Linked DNA regions of Mus musculus: region 1 is linked to region 2. A link is a contact called in public HiChIP or PLAC-seq data. All regions are on one chromosome and are shown on one strand. Each heading gives the region's core, a stretch centred on a gene start, on an enhancer-like site or on the middle of the called end of the contact. The rest is flanking DNA. Distances are from core to core; before and after follow the strand shown.

Evidence for each region. HiChIP or PLAC-seq counts read pairs in DNA pulled down with a chosen protein or histone mark.
Region 1: an H3K27ac HiChIP or PLAC-seq map of epiblast stem cells shows a contact between it and region 2. The contact joins two enhancer-like sites. A contact is called at or near these places in 2 of 39 promoter capture datasets (frontonasal cranial neural crest and second pharyngeal arch cranial neural crest), 6 of 115 datasets of contacts at active chromatin or transcription factors (embryonic stem cells, epiblast stem cells, microglia and 3 more) and 1 of 9 other capture datasets (pancreatic islet).

What each region holds. Positions count from the first base shown.
Region 1 is chr15:8,829,242-8,834,333 of GRCm38.p6, reverse strand. The region is part of intron 3 of Gm31340 (a long non-coding RNA gene); the gene reads right to left. Among named protein-coding and RNA genes, the nearest start is that of Gm31340, 120 kb to the right of the region's middle. Within about 2 kb of position 1,958, at least 21 of the 459 cell types and tissues checked have an H3K27ac peak or open chromatin away from gene starts, as enhancers often do. A contact at or near this core is called in embryonic stem cells, epiblast stem cells and stem cell-derived epiblast-like cells, where this site is marked.
Region 2 is chr15:8,695,264-8,700,152 of GRCm38.p6, reverse strand. All of the region lies in intron 2 of Slc1a3 (solute carrier family 1 (glial high affinity glutamate transporter), member 3), which reads left to right. Among named protein-coding and RNA genes, the nearest start is that of Slc1a3, 13 kb to the left of the region's middle. Within about 2 kb of position 1,467, at least 35 of the 459 cell types and tissues checked have an H3K27ac peak or open chromatin away from gene starts, as enhancers often do. A contact at or near this core is called in embryonic stem cells, epiblast stem cells and stem cell-derived epiblast-like cells, where this site is marked.

The sequences.
Region 1 (5,092 bases), core at 709-3,208, 130 kb before region 2:
CAGCCCCCAGTCCAGTTCTGAGAGCCTGGTAAGTAGTCCGCATGTGTTTGTCAACTGAATACATGAATGAATGACCTGATAGCGCCTGTGCGGTTCAGGCTGAGAGGAAGGGCAAATGGATACAAAAACCAAGATGTTGTCACTAAACTGAATGAGCAAATGATTTGAATTAAACCATCTCCCCAGGAATCAATGGGAGGAGAGATCCTTGGTCCTATCAAGGCTCAATAGATGCCCCAGTGTAGGGGAATCAATGGCAGGGAGGTGGGAGTGGGTGGGTGGGCGGAGGAACACCCTCACAGAAGCAGGGGGAGGGAGGATGGAATAGAGGCTTGGGGGGGGGGGGGGAAGGGAATAACATTTGAAATGTAAATAAAGAAAATATCCAATTTTTTAAAAAAAGCCAGAACCTCCTCTCCCCCAGTAAAAACAACAACAACAAAAACAAAACAAAACAAAAACTGGCAGATATGGCTATACACCATTTGTTTTTTAGTAAGTTAAAACAATTTTAAGTTAACATAATAAACGTTAAGACTGCTGCCAATGTAAGTAAGAAAACAAGCCTAACTAGAAACAAATTGTTCGTTTGTGCTGAGAACCAAAGTATTCTGTGACCAACAGCCAAGGCCCAGGCCTCCCAAACCCACTGAAACAACTCTCTCTGGAATTTCCAGTTTAGGGGTGCCAACCCCCAGTCCTTTTTATCAACCACAAGAGTTTTCATTTCACCCCAGAAGCATCACAACATTCTTCCCTAACTTTTCTAAGCCAAGCATCTTAATGTGCCATGTGACTGGGAAATAAGAAGGAAATGCTGTGAAATCAGAGAAGCCATGATAAATCTATAAATAAATAAATCAATGTTCGAAATTCTCCATTAGTCTAGACATGCATTTGTTTCTGCAAAATTCCACATTCCCCAAATCTAGAAAAATACAAGAGAAACTAAACAGTCTCTAGAGTTGCTTGTGCTTGGGGGTGGGAGTGTAGATATGTATGTATATCCCATTAATAGGTTGCTTCTCTCCACTATTTGATTCTCCAAACCAGAAGAGGTACAGCTCACAGGATGAGAGACGCCAAGCTTGTTGGGGGCTGGCACAGGGTAAACAGTTTGGCCTTGCTTAAATTATTTTAAGTAATTGAAAACATCACACTGCTGGCCAGCTGCCCAAGACACAGAATGGTGGACAGGGAAACCAAAGGTTGGGGCTGCTCTTCAAACATGGCCCAAATAGCTAGTTGTACTGGCTGGTTTTGTGTCAACTTGACACAGCTGGAGTTATCACAGAGAAAGGAGCTTCACTTGAGGAAATGCCTCCATGAGATCCAACTGTAAGGCATTTTCTCAATTAGTGATCAAGGGGGAAAGGCTCCTTGTGGGTGGGACAATCTCTGGGCTGGTAATCTTGGTTCTATAAGAGAGCAGGCTGAGCAAGCCAGGGGAAGCAAGCCAGTAAAGAACATCCCTCCATGGCCTCTGCATCAGCTCCTGCTCACTGACCTGCTTGAGTTCCAGTCCTGACTTTCTTCAGTCATGAACAGCAATATGGAAAGTGTAAGCTGAATAAACCCTTTCCTCCCCAACTGCTTCTTGGTCATGATGTTTGTGCAGGAATAGAAACCCTGACTAAGACACTGGTCAAAGGTGGGAATGGTAGTAGATTTAAAGCAAGAAATTAAGTGGTGATTCTAAGTCTGCCCATTACACCCACCTCCCCTTGCTACGCCATCACGGGAATCCACCTGTGGCACGTCCATCTCCTCAGGCTTCTCCTTCAGGCTCCCTTACCAAATCACCTGGTTTTAATTTGATGGAAAATTAGCTCATTAAGCCCCCAGTTCCTTTCCAAGCTTCACCTGAACAGATTGCCCATTTGTGGCCTCTTCTTAGAGCTGTGTTGGTCAAACTCCGATCCAAACTCCAGGGCTGGGATGATGTCCAACTCTGAGTCAGGTACTGTGCTGGGAAACATCTCCTCTTGTAGGCATTTGTTCAATGTCACGGCTCTGAGCTGCGGGCTGGGGGAGAGCTTGCTTTCTGATTTTCCCTTCTTTTGGAAATGCATTTTTGTAGCTTCCCCCAGCCTGAAGCAGGCTGTTGCAAACCTTGCTGCCACTGAGAATGAGACCACCTGGGGTGGAGCCTTCTGACCTAGATGGCTCTATTGTTCTGTCACCTGCTGCTCTCCTCCAAGACACTGCTACCTGCTGAGAGGCCCCTAAGATATTCCGGAGGCACATCCTATCCTGCAAGTCACCTGCGGGCTGGCTCCAGGCACCAACAATGGATTGGTGGGGGATGGGCTTTCCCCTTTTTAAGCACAGTCTCTGAGTAAAATCGTGGGCCTTGATCAGAGAAAAATTGTCTTGGCTTCATTATCTTTTCTCGCAGTTTAAGTCTCTTTCAGCCCCAGCCTGCCTTCCAGAAATACCCAGTTCATGTAGGCCACGGGCCGGCTTACAACACATTTTAATCTTGCTTGGAATATTATTTCTTTCTTTCTGCTCCTGCAGGTTGAAGCCAACAAGCCCGCAGGGTGCCTGCCTGCTAGTCCCAGGAAAGTAAAACAGGCTACAATCTGTTCTGATTCACAAGTCACTACCTAGGGTTTTAAACACTGCTTTTAAAGCTCATATTCTGTTTCAAGCAAAGAAACTCAGGATTACTGCTTGGGCTAATCACTGAGGCCTAAACAAGTCATCTTTATCAAGGCTAGACAGAGCAGGACTGTAACCCCAGCTACTCAGGAGGCAGAGGCAGGAGGATTGCAATTTACTATAGCACTACTTAAGCTATAGTAAAAGTTCGAGGCACTTAATGAGATTACCTCAAGACTTATAAAAAGTTCAAATAGGGCTAGGGATATAGTGTAGTGTTAGAGTATTTGTCTAGTATGCATCATTTCTGGTACGTCAAAACAAGCAAAAAAAGGGGGAAATTCTTCTGGAAAGAGTTATCATTCAGAGTCCCAAGTCTTCCTCCAGAACCATCAGGTAGTGGGTGTGCAAGGAGACTGGGTCAGCACCAGGGCAGGGAAAGGCAAAGGGGAGGATTTGGAGGAAGGAAAGGGAGAAACATAATTATAATTTCAAAAATTAAAAATAAAGCACCTATCAGGAACCCCACATCATTTTAAGAAGTGGTCAAGGAGACATAATCCAGAGTGCTCAGAGCTAAAAACAGCAGGAGTAGAGAGAATTCTAGAGAACATAGTAAATGTGGCCACTTCTGAAATGTAATATTTGTGTTGATTCTTTGGGAATTTCATATCATGCACCCCAGACCTTCCCTGTCAGCTCCCTACCAGTAAAAGTAACTTTTATTCACCAGATGTAATTGTTGTCTCAAGGTGTTGGTCAGGGTTGACCAAGTGACTCCCAAAACATTGTAAATTATCCCTATTGCCTTTGACTGCCTCCCACAAGTTGAAAGTAAGCCCCATTGCTAGAGACCTCACACATTTCAGACCCAGGACTAAGAGGATCTGAGCTGGATCTGACCTGAAAGGCCCTCCTGAAGAGTTGCTCTCAGAGTAATATGCTGTGCAAGCTGACAAGGGAGCAATCAACAATCCTACCAGCTTTAAAGTCTGTGAACCACAACAATGAAGACAGCCCAGGGGTGCAATAGTGGCACTATAGCTTGTGGCTAATCAACAGCTGTCTAATTTTACTCAGAAGGAGGAACATCATGCCTGGAAACCTAACCAGCTACCCAGGGCTAGCTTTTATTATCAACACGATACAAATGAAGTCATCTGAGAAGAAGGAACCTTAAGGAAACTCCTTGCTCGGAATGGCCTAAGACATGTCTTTGGATCACTGTCTGATTGCTAGTTGATTTAGGAGGGCCCAGCCCACTGTGAGCAGTACCATCCCTAGGCAGGTGGACCTAGGCTGTATAAAAAAGTTAGCTGATCATGAGTCAGGGAGCAAACAGAGGAATGAGTCAGTAAGCATCTTCCCTTCATTTTCCTGTCTCCAAGTTGTTGGGGGTTTTTGTTTTGTTTTTGTTGTTGTTGTTGTTGCTGCTGTTTTGTTTGTTTTTATTTAATGCCTGCCCTGACTTCCCTCAATAATGAATTCTGCCCTGAAAATGTAAACTGAAATAAACCACTTTCTCTTCTAAAGTTGTGGGAAGCTGCAAACGCCATTACAAGATGGTGCTGGTTTCTATAAACAACCAATGTGCACATGTGCATAAGAGTTTTTTGCCGAGTCACTGCCTGGCTTGAGGCATATTAATGAGGTACTGGTAGCATAACCAATCAGGTATGGACACGTCACTCCTAGGCCTATATAAGCAGCGCCATTTCTGGGACTTGGGGGTCTTTCGCCTACGCAGTCCATGCTCTCCCAATAAACGTGTGGCAGAAGGATCCTGTTGTGGTGTCTTACTTGCTGGCAAGTCGGGCGTCTCACATAAAGTGGTCTTGGTCAGAATATTTTATCATAATAGAAAGAAAACTAGACTATATGGATATTCACATATGTCATAGATCGATAGATGATAGATGATAGATAGATAGATAGATAGATAGATAAAAGATGTAAAGGCAAATGTAGAATATACATCTGTAGATACAAATATATAAAAATATATTCATCTGCATATAGATACATACATTTATAGATATATGCATATAGTCTGACATTAACATTTTTAACTTAGAATGGCTCATTCAGTTCCTATAAATAAAAGAGCCCAACAGTATGAAAATGTATCCTGAATTTAGTTACTATAATTTTAGTAAAAGTCAACATAAGTTATTGTATATCATAAGGCATGAAAAGTGTAATTTAACAGAAATGCAGGTCTAAATGGGTAGTCATTATTTGAATTATTTCTATAGATAAATAATTTTTACTCTTGGAATAAATCAAAACTGGGCATCAATTATCTTAATATTTTCTATTTTTATATATAAAATAGCTCAGAAATCTTATTTGTGTGAGTGAGAAATGGAAGGGTTTGGGGCTGAAGAGATGGCTCAGAGGTTAAGAGCATTGACTGCTTTTCTAGAGGTCCTGAGTTCAATTCCCAGCAACCACATGGTGGCTCGCAATCAGATGGAATGGGATCCGA
Region 2 (4,889 bases), core at 218-2,717:
AATATTGTATTGGATAAATATTGTATTATTATTTCATGCTGGTAAAATAGAATTGTGTGTTATAGCCTTAGAAATAAAGTTGATGAGTCTGAAGGAGTTTTGATAAGTATATATTGATGTTTATAAAAAGATAAAGAGAGGAGGGGATATGTTTTGTGGAGGTGTGGTGAGGTGTGGGGCATCTCTTCCCCATGAGGGACCAGCCACATGAAGGTATAGTATAGAATAGCGTTTATTCAGGGCATGGGAAGGGGAGTTAAGAGGGTAGTAGAGGCAGAGAAAGGGAGAGGGAGAGGGAGAGGGAGAGGGAGAGGGAGAGGGAGAGGGAGAGGGAGAGGGAGAGGGAGAGGGAGAGGGAGAGGGAGAGGGAGAGGGAGAGGGAGAGAGAGAGAGAGAGAGAGAGAGAGAGAGAGAGAGAGAGAAGAGACATAGAGGCCCACTATGAGCACGAGGAGAGGGGGGGGAGGGGAGTAGGAGAGAGGGGGGAGGGGGCAAGAGAACCGAAAGGGAACCAGAAGGCAAGAGCAAGGACAAGAGGAGGGGGCAAACAGCTCCTTTTATAGTGAGTCAGGAACACCTGGCTATTGCCAGGTAACTTTAGGGTGGAGCTTAGACAAAATGCTAACATGTATAATTTCTGTTCCATAGAGGTTATAGCAATTTGCTTATCTGGATTGTAGGGTTTTGTTATTGTTTTAAGCTCTTTTCTGTTATCACTGCCAGACTTAAAAATGAGTGAGCTTGCCGGGCGTGGTGGCGCACGCCTTTAAGCCCAGCACTCGGGAGGCAGAGACAGGCGGATTTCTGAGTTCGAGGTCAGCCTGTTCTACAGAGTGAGTTCCAGGACAGCCAGGGCTACACAGAGAAACCCTGTCTCGAAAAAAAATAACAAAACAAAACACCGAAAAAGAAAGAAAACAAAAGAAATCTTTATAAAGGAATACAATTTGGGGGGCTAGAATTAAGCAAATTCTGGTATTCTGTCTCCTTCCAAAGTTTGGATTCGCTTCAGATGAGATGTCCAAAGCAGTTATTTGTGTTTGTCATTGAACCTTTAAAGCACTTGCTTATCCCTTATCATTTATGTCCTTCATTCAAACCAAAAGAGATGGGACAGGGTTTTGGGTTTTAGTTTTTCTGCCTGGAACTTCTCCTTCGGCTTAGCAGTTTAGACACTCATGCTTTGTGCAACAAGGGCTTTAGAAATAAGCGGCCACTGGGGATCAGACTCAAAAAGCTGAGAGGCACTGCCTCCCAGGCCAGCCCTGGCTCTTAGCTGAGGCATCCCAGGCTCAGGCAGCCCATGAACAGAGTCTGAATACAAGAGGGGCTCACTGAGTGTCAGAGAAGATAAAGTCCAGGGATGATGACACTTGTATTACACAGAGACGTGTACACAGTGAGCAGAGGCTCTGAAGGAATGCAAGCAGGTAGGACTGGCTCACTGATTGTGCAAGCCTAGGACACGGTCACGAGTGGTACCATGGGGAATTGGAAATGTTTGCCCGAACTTCATTCTGACTCTCCGCTCACTCATAGTAATATCTTTTTCAAGGCAGGAAGTCAGCAGATTCTAAGGATGTTGGCTGTGCTCTTAGTGTAAAAATTATCTTTCAGAGGCTTTTTTTTTCTTTGCTCTAAACAATATATTGGACATGTAAAAGACCTCTCTGGGTTATTTGTAAATTAAATTTTCATTTCACACAGGTTTTTTTTTGGGGGGGGGGAGGGGGAGTGTGGGGAATCCAAAGTAAACCTGTGCTTCTATTCACACAGTGTTGTAAGCTTTTAGGAACAGAGCTCCTGGCTTTTCTCAAAACTAAAAGGTTCCCAGACTGCTCCCAGTCCTGGTGTCTCCACTCTGGCCATCCTTCTGTCACCCTGAGCTGGCTCCTCTGAGTAATAAGGGAGAAGCAAGGTGGGAACAGGTATTTCCCACCTCAGCAACAGGAAATACCACAGGACAAAAGAGTGACCCAAGCCAGGGCTGGAATCTCTCCGGGATGTGGGAGAGAGCTGCAAGGTTGCCTCCAACACAAAGGCGCTTCTTACCAGGAAACGGTGGAAGTTTGAATGGAAACAAAAGGCAGGGGATAAGGGCCCAGCAGAGCTCTTGGTCAGGTAAATTCTCCATTCTGCCTTTGACCTGCCTTAAAAACAAGCTGGTGAAAAGTTACACTACCAGGTTCACCAGACTGGCCCGAGGAGCTTGGCCTACAACGTCTCCAAATTGGGAAATAAATCCTGAAATAGAAACATTGATTCAATCCCTCAAATAATCATTTATTGCTATAAAACTAGAATAGAGGACAGGAGAGATGCCTCCCTGGTTAAGAGCACTGCCTGCTCTTCCAGAGGACCTGGTTCAGGTCCCAGCAGCCACCCACGAGGCAGCTAGTAACCATCTGTGACTACAGTTCCAGGAGAGCTTATGCATTCTTCTTCTGTCACCACAGAAAGGGGGAGGGGCCTTCAGCCTCCACAGGCACCAGACACTCAAGTGGTACATAAACAGCCACGCATGCAGCACCTGTGCATGTGAAGTTTAAAGGTAGAAGTGTGGTAGCCAAGCATTTCTTACATGCCTATGAGGGAGCTTAGAGGTCGTTAGAAAAAATAAGCTGAATTCAAGTGAATGCTTGGAGTTATATAACTCCAAATATTTAGCTGAGAATCTTAAAGATCTAAAGGATGTTAGGGGGCTGAAGAGATGACTCAGCGGTTAAGAGCACTGATTGCTCTTCCAGAGGTCCTGAGTTCAAATCCCAGCAACCACATGGTGGCTCACAACCATCTGTAATGAGATCTGATGCCCTCTTCTGGTGTGTCTGAAGACAGCTACAGTGTACTCATATACATAAAATAAATCTTTAAAAAAATAAAAATAAAATAAGCAAACAAACAAGTTCATATCCACACTTGAGTAGGTCTTGTTCTTTCTCGGAACACCTCCACTTTGTGTTTATAAATCTACATTAAAATGTCTTTAACGGAACTGCAACACTTCTTTGAGAAGCTTGCCCCATGGCTATAGTGAGCTCTGCTCTTTCCTGACAACTTTCTTTTTTCAACAAACTCCAGCTCTGCTCCACGCTGTCTCATCCCTCCACACTGAAGCCCTGAATCTTGGATTTAACCTGAGTTGGGGTCCTCTAAAATTAGGTGAGCTCTTCAGGTTTTACTGGTGACAGCGTGGCACTGGCCTCTGTCTTCCTGCTAGTGGTGCTGCTGGCCTCCTCTGTCTCCAACTCACTAGCCCCAGATGCCTCTAAATGCCTGGGGAGGCTGTGCTTCCTCTAAAGTTTAGCTTCTGTGTCTCCTTCATGATGCCTCTCCTGCTAGTGGTGCTGCTGGCCTCCTCTGTCTCCAACTCACTAGCCCCAGATGCCTCTAAATGCTAGAGGAGGCTGTGCTTCCTCTAAAGTTTAGCTTCTGTGTCTCCTTCATGATGCCTCTCCTGACTTTGCTTCTCCTGAGCCAGCTTCATCAGCTCCTGAAGTTCTTATCTCTCCCCTCCCAGTTTATAATATTTATTATTTCCACTCTCTCCTAAAATTCATACTTTGTAAAGATGAACATCTCTGTTAGTTCTGTTCACTGACATATATTAAGTCCCTAAAACAATTCTTGGTCCATAATAGATGTTTAATGTATTGCTGAGTAAATGACCAAAGGAAGAACAGGACTGATTTTCTCTTGGCTGACGACATGGAGCACACGTCTGTCGGTAAGACTCTCTTGGGTCTGTAACACCAGTAAACCTTACGTCCTACTACACTTAGTGAGCACAGCCCTACTCCAAAGAACAGCCCTTCTGCTTAAAACAGTGTGACTTCTTCCTGCACTGTGCACCTGGATCTTGAACAAATTATGAAATCCTGCATGCTTGAGTTTCTAGATTCCCAAGTGAAGACTGGCGTGATTGTGCTAGAACCTTCTCTTGTGAGGTAGGCTTTTAGGCAGGTAGGGAACGAGTGTAGCTCTGTAGAAAGATTGGGAGTTCAGTGACGATGTTTTGGGGCCTGAACCACCAGCAAGTTAGGCTACAAGATAATTTATACAAATGATTGAATCCCCATATGAAATCTACAAGACTCATCATTTCTCTCTGATGAGGAGACAAGGTGTGGTAAGCCATTTGTGTTGTAGTAAGCAATGTTACAAAACAAGCTTTCAAACTCCTTCCCTGGAAGTCTTCAAGCCATATAATCTCACCAGATGGTTTTTCTTCTCTTCTCTTCTCTTCTCTTCTCTTCTCTTCTCTTCTCTTCTCTTCTCTTCTCTTCTCTTTCTAACCTGCAAAATGGGAGTAGGTTAAAATAGGTGGTATCTTTAATTATATATAAGTAAAGATTTATTATATATATATATATATATGTGTAGCTTTCTTCGGACACTCCAAAAGTGGGCATCAGATCTCATTACAGATGGTTGTGAGCCACCATGTGGTTGCTGGGAATTGAACTGAGGAACTCTGGAAGAGCAATCAGTGCTCTTAACCACTGAGCCATCTCTCCAGCCCCCTAAGATAGATAGATAGATAGATAGATAGATAGATAGATAGATAGATAGATAGATACATAGAAAGAAAGAATATGTAGATAGATATAGACATACATACATGTATGTGAGTGTATATATATTATATATTACATATTATATATTGCATATTATATATTACATATTTTATATTACATATTTTATATTATATATGTATTACATATTATATATTATATGTGTGTTATATATTATATATGTATTACATATTATATATTATATGTATATATTCATTTGTCAAAGCATGTCCAGCATTATGGAGTAAGGTAGAGGCAGAGCTGGGCCATTTGTAAAGTGTTCTCTGTGAATGCTACTACACACTAGAAGCAGTG